Linked DNA regions of Gossypium hirsutum: region 2 is linked to region 1. Evidence: chromatin contacts called from public Hi-C data. All regions are on one chromosome and are shown on one strand. The core of a region is the stretch at or near the end of the contact, and the rest is flanking DNA. Distances in the headings are between cores, read along the strand shown.

Region 1 (4,707 bases), core at 306-2,805:
GTAATGTAAATTTATTTATATTGAGAGATTATATATTTTTCTTTATACAAATGTATATAGAGTCATGATAAGTTCAATATTCAAATATTTGATTCATAATTTATATGAATCAAAGAATGATTACCCAAATTTATTTGGACTAAATCAAACATTTTAGATATTTAAATTCATTAGTAAAATATGATTTACTCATACAAAAAGGAATTTGATATTCTAATTGAGTATCATTTTATATATTTAAATTTATTGTTTAAACTTAAATTTTTATTTTCAAAAATTATAATATTTTCAAGAATTTAATTAATGATTTTTTTAGTTCTATAAGTGTAAGCAAAGTGTAATAACAATATTATTATTAAATATAACATTTATTTTTATTTTTTATTTATATATAAAATTTTGTTGAGAATTTGATAATGGTAATAAAAAATGAATAAATGAAATTTATTAAATCATTTAAAACTGATTATGGTTTAAAAATTAAGTTAGTTAAATTGAAATTCTTTTATAATTTTAATAATAATAATAATTATACAAATTTAATGATTAATATTCTTATTAGTGTTTATAATATTTTTTGCTTTAATTTTTTTTAGTTTCTAGAATAATATCTTAAAGGGAATGATTTTTTATGATATTTAATATGTTAGAAGCTGATCTAGGATCCAAGAAATAAGTAGATATTATTTTATTGATTATTTCAATTATTATTTTTAAATGATGTATTTAAAAATATTTATATGCAAAGTAATTTAAGAGTTTAATTTATTAATTGTTTTTAGCTAGAAAAAAAAGGCAAAGATTTGGGTTTATATAGAAATAAAAATTAACTGTTTTTTTTATGGCCGTTGAAAATTCGATCGTTGGAGAATTTGACCATAGGATGAAAACGCGTGATATGTTTTCTCTTCTCTCTTCAAAACCACTCTATTCCAATAAATATACTACAAATCGATTGTTGAATTAATTTTTAAAACCACCAATTTTATCTAATTTTAAATCCCATGATGGATACTATTTAAATTTAAAAAAAAACTACATCCTTTTTTGGTGATACAATAAATAGTTCTACATTGGATAAAATTGTGCTAATAGATAAATAAACTAAAATTAAATTTCTTTTTATTTTTTCAAGAATTTCGTTCATAAAATTGTTTTAATTTTTAATATTTTATTTATATTAATTTATTATTAGTATTTAAAATATAAAATATTTTAAAGACATTTTTTTATTTTAAAATCTTAGAATGATAAAAAATTCAAAATTCAAAATTCAAAATTCAAACAAGACATTATGATGATGTTATGTAGGATAAGTTTGGATGAACGATGCGTTTACCTGTATTTAATATAAAAATAGTAATGATAGTGAAATTAAATACTATAACAATACTGTAGCGTGGGAAAAAAAATAAGCTAAATATGTCACACCTCTATTCAATCTCAGTTAAAGCATTTGATTTACCAGAGAGAGAAAAAAGGGTTGCCACGTAATTTGGGTGAAACTCGAAGCCCTATTACAAAAAGCGTTATGCTTTTAACCACGATTCAAAGAGAGGAAAAGAAAAATAATATAAAAGCACTCTCCTTTTTACTTCCCTCTTTTTCTTTGTATATATTTGTCTTTTTCTGATTCTCTCCCAGAGCTGAAGAAAAAAAAGGAAGAGGAAAGCCAAAACTCCAAACTTTCTATTTTGCTTTTATATTATATTTTTTTTTGGTTCAATTCAGTTTCGCCATTTCCTTTGCATGTAGATGCTCTTTGGTTAGTCTCTAACGCCGCTACTTGGACTCACTTTCCGCTGCTATCTTTTTTTCGGCTTTCTCATGGCTAATAACACCAACGAGGCCCCCGCCGCCGATGATTTCCTCGAGCAAATCCTCGGCCTCCCTAACTTTGCGCCCTCTGAAACGGGCTTAGCTGGATCCGACGCTGGATTGGCTGCAACCGCTCCTGGAGCTGGAGCTCCAATGTTTTTGCAGCTCAGCTCCGGTGATGGCGCCGCTCATATCGGCGGAATCGGCGGCGGTGGAGGCGGTGCGTTTCATGGGCAGGTTTTCCCCTTGGGCTTGAGCTTGGAGCAAGGGAAAGGCGGGTTTTTGAAACCCGAGGAAGCTTCCGGTAGTGGGAAGCGGTTTCGGAACGGGGTCGTTGATGACCGGGCTTCTTCTGTAAAAAATGTAAGAAAAATAGTACTTTATCACTTAAAAAATTCTTTTTCCCTCTAAAAGTTTTTTCCCCTTTTTTATATATGAATTTCCTTTCAGGAGCTTGACTTAGAAGCTAGGTTTTATGGTGCTGATAACTAAATATAATTATCTTTAATAATTGTCAATTTTCTCCTCTGTAAATGGAGTATGTTCATTTGTCCTTTTTGGATTATTTTAAGTTTTAGATTGTCAAACTTGGGGTGACAGCATATTTGTCTGTTTGATCTTTTATCATGTTACTATCCCATGCCTGTTTCTGTCTGATAGCAGAGAAGACAAGGGAAGACATGACAGGGTTTGGTGGGAGTTACTATTGTGGGATGCCAAGTTTTGATATTTGACAAAGGATACAGTACATCAATGTCTTAGAGTTGCTTAAGTCATAAACTAACTGGCAGAGTAAGATTATTCAATCATTGAAGACCATTCAACTGCTGATTTGCTGTAAACCTGAATCCAAAATTAAACAAGAGTTGTGCTTCACAAGTTAATTTTTTTTTTCAAGAATTAAAGGGCATGTATTTGGAACTTGAAAGCTAGGGTCATAGTAGTGAAATAAAAATCTTCTGTAAAATTACTAGTAGTTGATTCCTTGATTTGTAGTTAAGTAAACCGGTCTTTGTTTAATGGCCCCATCTACCAGGAGAAACTGGTTTAATGTCTAGTAGGTTTCATGTTCATAGCTTCCAAAAATTGTCAACATCATATGAGTCAAGTTATTGGTGGAAGATGTCAAATTTCAGAACATTCTCTTGGTATTATCATAAAATATGTATGAAAGTTAAAATTATGACAGAAGAAAGATGGATCTGTGTTCTCATTTGTTGATTTACTATAGTTTTTAAAGTATCACTGTCTCAGCCGTGGTCAAGACATTCTATCAACTTGAGTAATTGCTTTTGTATTTGGTTATTTATGCCGTCAGGTTATTCAACAAATTGTATGGGAAGTGTTCTGCAAAAGTTTAAGACTCTAAAAGTCCAAATCTGGCAAGATTTCTGTTGTTTGTCCATTGCTGTATGCTTTGATTCCTAAAACTTGCTTTTATATAAAATCAAAACAATTATGGACTAAGTGATTTTTCTCCATTCACCGTTCTTTCCTTGTTATGGGTTGGCGGGAAAGAAAATGGTATTGAAGTTAGTTCTATCTTATCTATAAATTTGCATCATTGATGATGTGACTTATATAACTTTCCAGGTTTTCCATGGCCAACCTATGCAAGCAACTGTTTCTGCAGCACCACATCCACCGACAATGCGTCCAAGGGTGCGCGCTAGACGAGGACAGGCCACGGATCCTCACAGCATTGCTGAACGGGTATCCTTAATTTATTATAAATAACCATGCCAAACATGGGAATAAGTTTAATTTATTGAATGTCAGTAATCCAGATTTGTGTTTCTGGTCTAGAGTCAAAATGCATGAGTAAGTTTCTTAGCAAGGAAAAATTTGAAAAGATAGAAATCTGATAAATTGAATTGATTGTGACTGGTTCGTGCAATGTAGATCGTCATCTAATTGAGAAGAATCTTTTTTTTTTCTTTCAAAAAGAGCTATGGACTATAATAAGTTAAAAAGTACTATACTGCCTCTTGTGCATATCTAGAAAAGGCAAGAATATATAGAAATACGAAAACATATAGACCCCATGTAATCATCTTTTAGGAGGGGATCTAGCAGCTCATAAAGCTGCACTTGGTTGCCACCTCTCTGATACTTGGACCCTTCAAAAGTGGAGGAGTATCTGTGTCGGCATGACACAATCCTCAACACAGTATAGGATCTGTGTCAAACATGACAAATAATAATGTGGACACTTCACAGCAGAGGTTGCTCAATGCTGGTTTCAATTAATTTTTCTGTCAAATATTGTTTTTCGGCTAGATGCTAGAAATCCAAAAAGAAAAAAGAGAAGATAATAAAGATAAAAGTCAAAAGTTGTAAATCCCAAAAAAAAGAGAAGATGGGAAAAGAGAAAACATAGATGAACAGGAAGATGGGTGGGTGAGTTTGGTTGTTGTTGTTGTGAAGAGTAGGATAAAGGGAGTAGCTGTTGAACTATGTTGCAACTGTGTTAACATTCTGAGTCATTCAATTTTCTCCTTTGCTACAGTTGCGCAGGGAGAGAATTACTGAAAGAATCAGGGCATTGCAGGAACTTGTTCCTAGTGTCAACAAGGTGAGTCCTTTTTTTATCACTTCGTAAGTTAAGTTGTGAAATGACTTGCATATTCCAGTATGTTTTTCTGGAATGGTCAGATATTACTATTAACTGGTTATTCTTTAAACTAACATTGCAAGGAGCTCGCTCCTACTGACAGCAGGGATCTATTAATGCCATTTGTCACTTATCTTATCAGCCCCTAATCGCTGATCTGCACAATCTTCTTGTCCAACGTTGCAATAGTTTTATGACTAACCTTTAAACGTGAAGGCTGAAAAATTAGTTTACACTATCATTGTCTGAGGGTTTGTATGCTTCCTTAATCCCAA
Region 2 (4,389 bases), core at 539-3,038, 140 kb before region 1:
GTTACGGTTCGGAAAATGAAATAAAAAATGATTATCTTGATTATACTAAAATTATTTAAAATATTTTTTTTATTTAAATCGAATCAAACTCGGTCCGGATGGAAATGACAAAATTAATATTTAATATAATATTTGGTATTTAAACTTGATATTTTTTTCCAATTTCGTATTTAACGTTTTCTCACATTTCCGAGATTGAGATTATTATTAATTTAGACCAACATACATGGTCACATATTCTACCACAAGCAAAGAAAAGCGTCAATTCATTCACTTATGTATCTTTCTCCTTTGAGTAATATCTTTTTATTTTTCTTATATAAATATACCACTTATAAAACCTAAAGAAATATTTCAGAGGTCACCTAATTCAAGTTCTTATGCACCCAGATGATTTGTATAATTAATTCTAAATACTATATTAATATCTCTCCCTTCAATTTTGTAGGTCGTATTTTTGTATCACTATCAAAGGAGGTGCCTCTCTCCCCAAACCGTTTATAGCTCTTGACGGAAGTGGGGGATAAAATCTCTACATAAGACCAAAACCTTTCATTATTGAAAATTCAATCGATTACGAAATAGATGACATTTTAAAAATTTCTTTATTAAACTTTATTTAAAGAAAAAACACGTAAGGTAGTAATAAAATTTCATGAAAATCAACTAGTTGTTGATTGAGGCATTAATGATTTCGTTACTGTTAAAACTCAAATTCGATAAGTTATAATCTTAAGTTTAAAGTAAGTTCTTAAATTTTCTTCTTTAAAAAAAACAAAGAAAAGGAATCTTTAAGTGGCATAAAATAAAGGGCAAGTGCAACAACCAATGGAGGAAACAGATTCCTTAACGCCCTTCATTTTCAAAGGTGGCAGCTGGCCATCCACTTTGATTCCTTTTGGAACTGTAGTGACTGTATCCATCCTCTAACAAGGTGCAACCAATCAGTTCATGCGTTCGCCACGTGCCAGGTCATCAAAGTCCATATACCTCAACTGCAAATTGCCAACTTCTTGCACGTCTAGTAGTGCTGCAGCCACTTATACTGGAAGTTTTGGATCAGCTCGGCCACCCATTGTGGCAAGCCGGCTGGCGGTGGCTAGTGGCTAGTGGCGAATGTTTTATTCTTTAATCTTTATTTATTTTTGGTCTACTCAAGGTTATGCTTGGATTCTGAAAACTGGAAAACTGGACATTTATTTATTTTTGGTTTCCCACTACTCACGGACTGCACTTTTAATTTTTAACAAATATAGCACATAAATATTTTTTTTATCTACATTGTAAGTTAAATGTGCACATTACAGGTGTCATTACAATGTACGTTCTCGTGATTCACGTTAATGGCTTCCATATTCATCTTGCTTTTAAATGATTCATATGCACCTTCAAAGGGAAATAATGATTTTATGGTTATTAACGTTTTTAAATCGTATAATCGACATAAAATGGAGGCAATGAAGGGGGTGGTCAGTCGTTCAAAGGCACGAAAAATAAGGGAGCAAATGTTAGGAGAAAGCATTGGCCAAGCTGCGGGTTCCAGTGTCAGTGCCAACAAACTTTTTATATTTTTGTTTTCTTGGTTTATAAGTTTTAGATTAAATAGTTTGTACTTTCAAAAACAAAGATTTAAATATTTATATTTTCTTATCATACACCCATTTAATATTGTATTTTATTTGAAAAATAAAAATTTTACGTCATCGAATTTATAGTAAAGGTCAAGTTGCGTACAAGTGACGAGAGAAGCCATGTGTCCCCACACCACTGCTCTTTTTGTTCCTTAACGTGGTCCACCCTTTTAAAGACCATAAAAGCGGGAGAATGAAGTACGAATATAAAGGCTGCACTGTTGTGTTGCGGTTAAACTCAGCCACAGAGTGACAGCAAGAAACTTGCAAAAGATGAAGAGAGAAATGGAATCATAGTAATTCAAAGAGGTATTATTGTTGAGTTCCAACGGAGATTTTTTTATTTTTTTGAATGATGGCGGGGATAGTGCAAGAGCAAAATATTGAGAAGAAAATAGATGAGAAACAAAAGGGTTGCATGGCTGGTTTTTTTCAGATCTTTGATTGTCACCACATTCTTGCCGGCAAACGCCTTCACACTGTTAAGCGCCTCCCTTCCACGACGGTTGGTTTCCTTTTTTTCCCCCTATTTATGATGTGCATGTGGACTTCTACTGAAATGTAATCTTACGGTTTTTTTTCTCAGTCCAGAGAAATGACATCGGAGCAAGAGAAGAACGTTGAGTCACCACTAGCAATATCTAAAATAATAGAGAAGCTGCCGTCACCGGAACCTTCCATTGCGATGGGGAGCCAGAACAAGTCACCTCGCGGCCGTCCAATTTTCGAATTCAACGAAGACGGCGCAAGTTCGCCATGGAAATTCTCCAAAGAAGCTCCAAGGCTTTCTCTAGATAGCAGAGCCGTGGTCAATGCAACTGGAAGCCTTAAGCCACGAGAGATCCGTACGAATACCGCCATTCTACCTTCCAACCAATGCGAAAGCAATAGAGAAGAAGACGGAGTGGATGGTATCGACAAACAACGACGTTCACCTAGCGTAGTCGCAAGGCTCATGGGACTTGAGGCGCCGTTACCGGATTCAGATCCCGAACCGAATAAAAGAGCGGAGCTCCGAAGATCCGCGTCGGAAGCAAGAGGCAGAGATCTATTTCAGTATCGTTTTATAGATAGAATTAATATCCATTTAAATGGGGGGATTTCGAGCAATGTGGTAACTAAAAATGGTGCCGAGCTAGATGAAGTAATAAGAAATGGAACTGAAGGCTCAAGCACTGTGAGACGTGAACCAGTTAAAACTCCGGTTCGAGGAACGGTTCAAACTAAACGTTTTTACAATTCAGTTGATTTCTTTCCAAAGACAAAGCAAACAGTTTCCATCAATGGAGAGATTGAGAAAGAGCTTAAGCTCCGAGGAATTGACGAGCCGTCGAAAGATCTCGAGAATCTTAAGCGAATCCTCGAAGCTTTGCAACTTAAAGGCCTTTTACATACTACGAAACCTCCAAACCAAAGGAATAAAAGGAGCTTTGTTTATGAACAATCTCCAATTGTTGTTATTAGACCGGAAAGATCATCACCAATCAGGAGAAGCAGCAACGATTCACCTCCTCCGGCTTACAGATCAAAAAATGGAGCTCGCCGGAACTCGAAACTGGAGCCGCCGCCGCCGAGTCCAAGACGTGATCGACCGGATGCTGGAAGGAACTTACGGAACCAAAGCAGAATAAGTGGCATCAGGAGTCCAAGCAGAAGGCCTTTGAGGATTGAAACGCAGAGAGGGAATGGCAATGTTGAACAGAGAAGAATGTCTCCGGTTCAGTCTGCTAGAGTTAATGTGAGAAGAACCGAACTAGATCAGGCGAATAGATCAGCGGGAAACAGAAAATCAACGGCTGAGAAAGTATTTATCCCAGCGGAGGATGAAACATCAACTGTTTCTGAAAGTAGCTCCAGCTCATCTTCTCAAACTGATGCTGAGGTAAAATTGCTCAATTATTTAACTAAATGGTTAGTTAATCACCTTAATTTATTTGAATGGCATGCACAGAAATTGAAGGTGGAGGAATATAAGGAAGGGAGAAGCTTATTGGAAAGGTGTGATAAGTTGCTTCACAGCATAGCAAAGATGAACGCAGCTCAAACTGAGTTGCAGCCGAGTCCTGTTTCGGTACTCGACGCGTCCTTTTACAAAGATGATTCGTCTACTTCCCCTGTGATGAAACGAAGAATGGATTTCAAAGGTAAGAGAACAAATCTTCGAGTATTCGTAAATCTCTTTATCTACGTGTAGATTTCATATAGTTTCATTAATTTGGTAGACCACATTAAAAGCAAATAATTTTAGAATAACCAAAAAGAAAGAAGAAGAATGGAGATGTCGCAAATGGGAAAGTAATTGAAACATCCTCCCTTTTTTACTGCAAACCAAAGTTACCTGAGTGAGAAAAAGAATATACTTACCGCTGTAAAACTTTGCCTGACAAGTGGGTTAGAGCATCCCATTAATGCTAGTCTTGGAAAGTGGTGGAAATGTCCCCACCTCTGTTAATTTTGTTTGAAGTTAAAAGACTACAGTCCATATTGGAAAGAGAGTGAAGGCAACGACATATTTGGTCCTCTTTTTCCTTCATACATTCATTTAATCATCTGTTTTCTGTCAGTGTATTAGCCCTTTGTTACTGTCGTAATCCCTACCCTTATTGACTTTATTTGGCCCCCATTTTATTTTGATTTATATACTTTTTTAAATAGTAAAAGTTTTCGAAAAATAAAAATATTAATTTTTTGAGATTAACTTAATTAAATACTCTTTCTTCTCCATTCAACTTATCACATGGTAAAATATTTTTACTTT

Evidence for each region. Hi-C and Micro-C count contacts between places; a contact is called where the count stands out from the background.
Region 2: a Hi-C map of leaf shows a contact between it and region 1, with 2.3 times the contacts expected there. The contact joins the promoter of LOC107915274 here to the promoter of LOC107915210 in region 1. A contact is called at or near these places in 6 of 34 Hi-C or Micro-C datasets (callus, hypocotyl, leaf and 1 more).

What each region holds. Positions count from the first base shown.
Region 1 is chrD08:9,071,552-9,076,258 of Gossypium_hirsutum_v2.1, reverse strand. LOC107915210 (transcription factor UNE12) reads left to right here and starts at 1,555. Exons shown (of 6, transcript XM_016844378.2): 1 at 1,555-2,181; 2 at 3,412-3,531; 3 at 4,328-4,393. The coding sequence starts at 1,828.
Region 2 is chrD08:9,214,430-9,218,818 of Gossypium_hirsutum_v2.1, reverse strand. It overlaps LOC107915274 (protein LONGIFOLIA 1), which reads left to right and starts at 1,788. Exons shown (of 4, transcript XM_016844445.2): 1 at 1,788-2,136; 2 at 2,223-3,513; 3 at 3,583-3,775. The coding sequence starts at 2,030.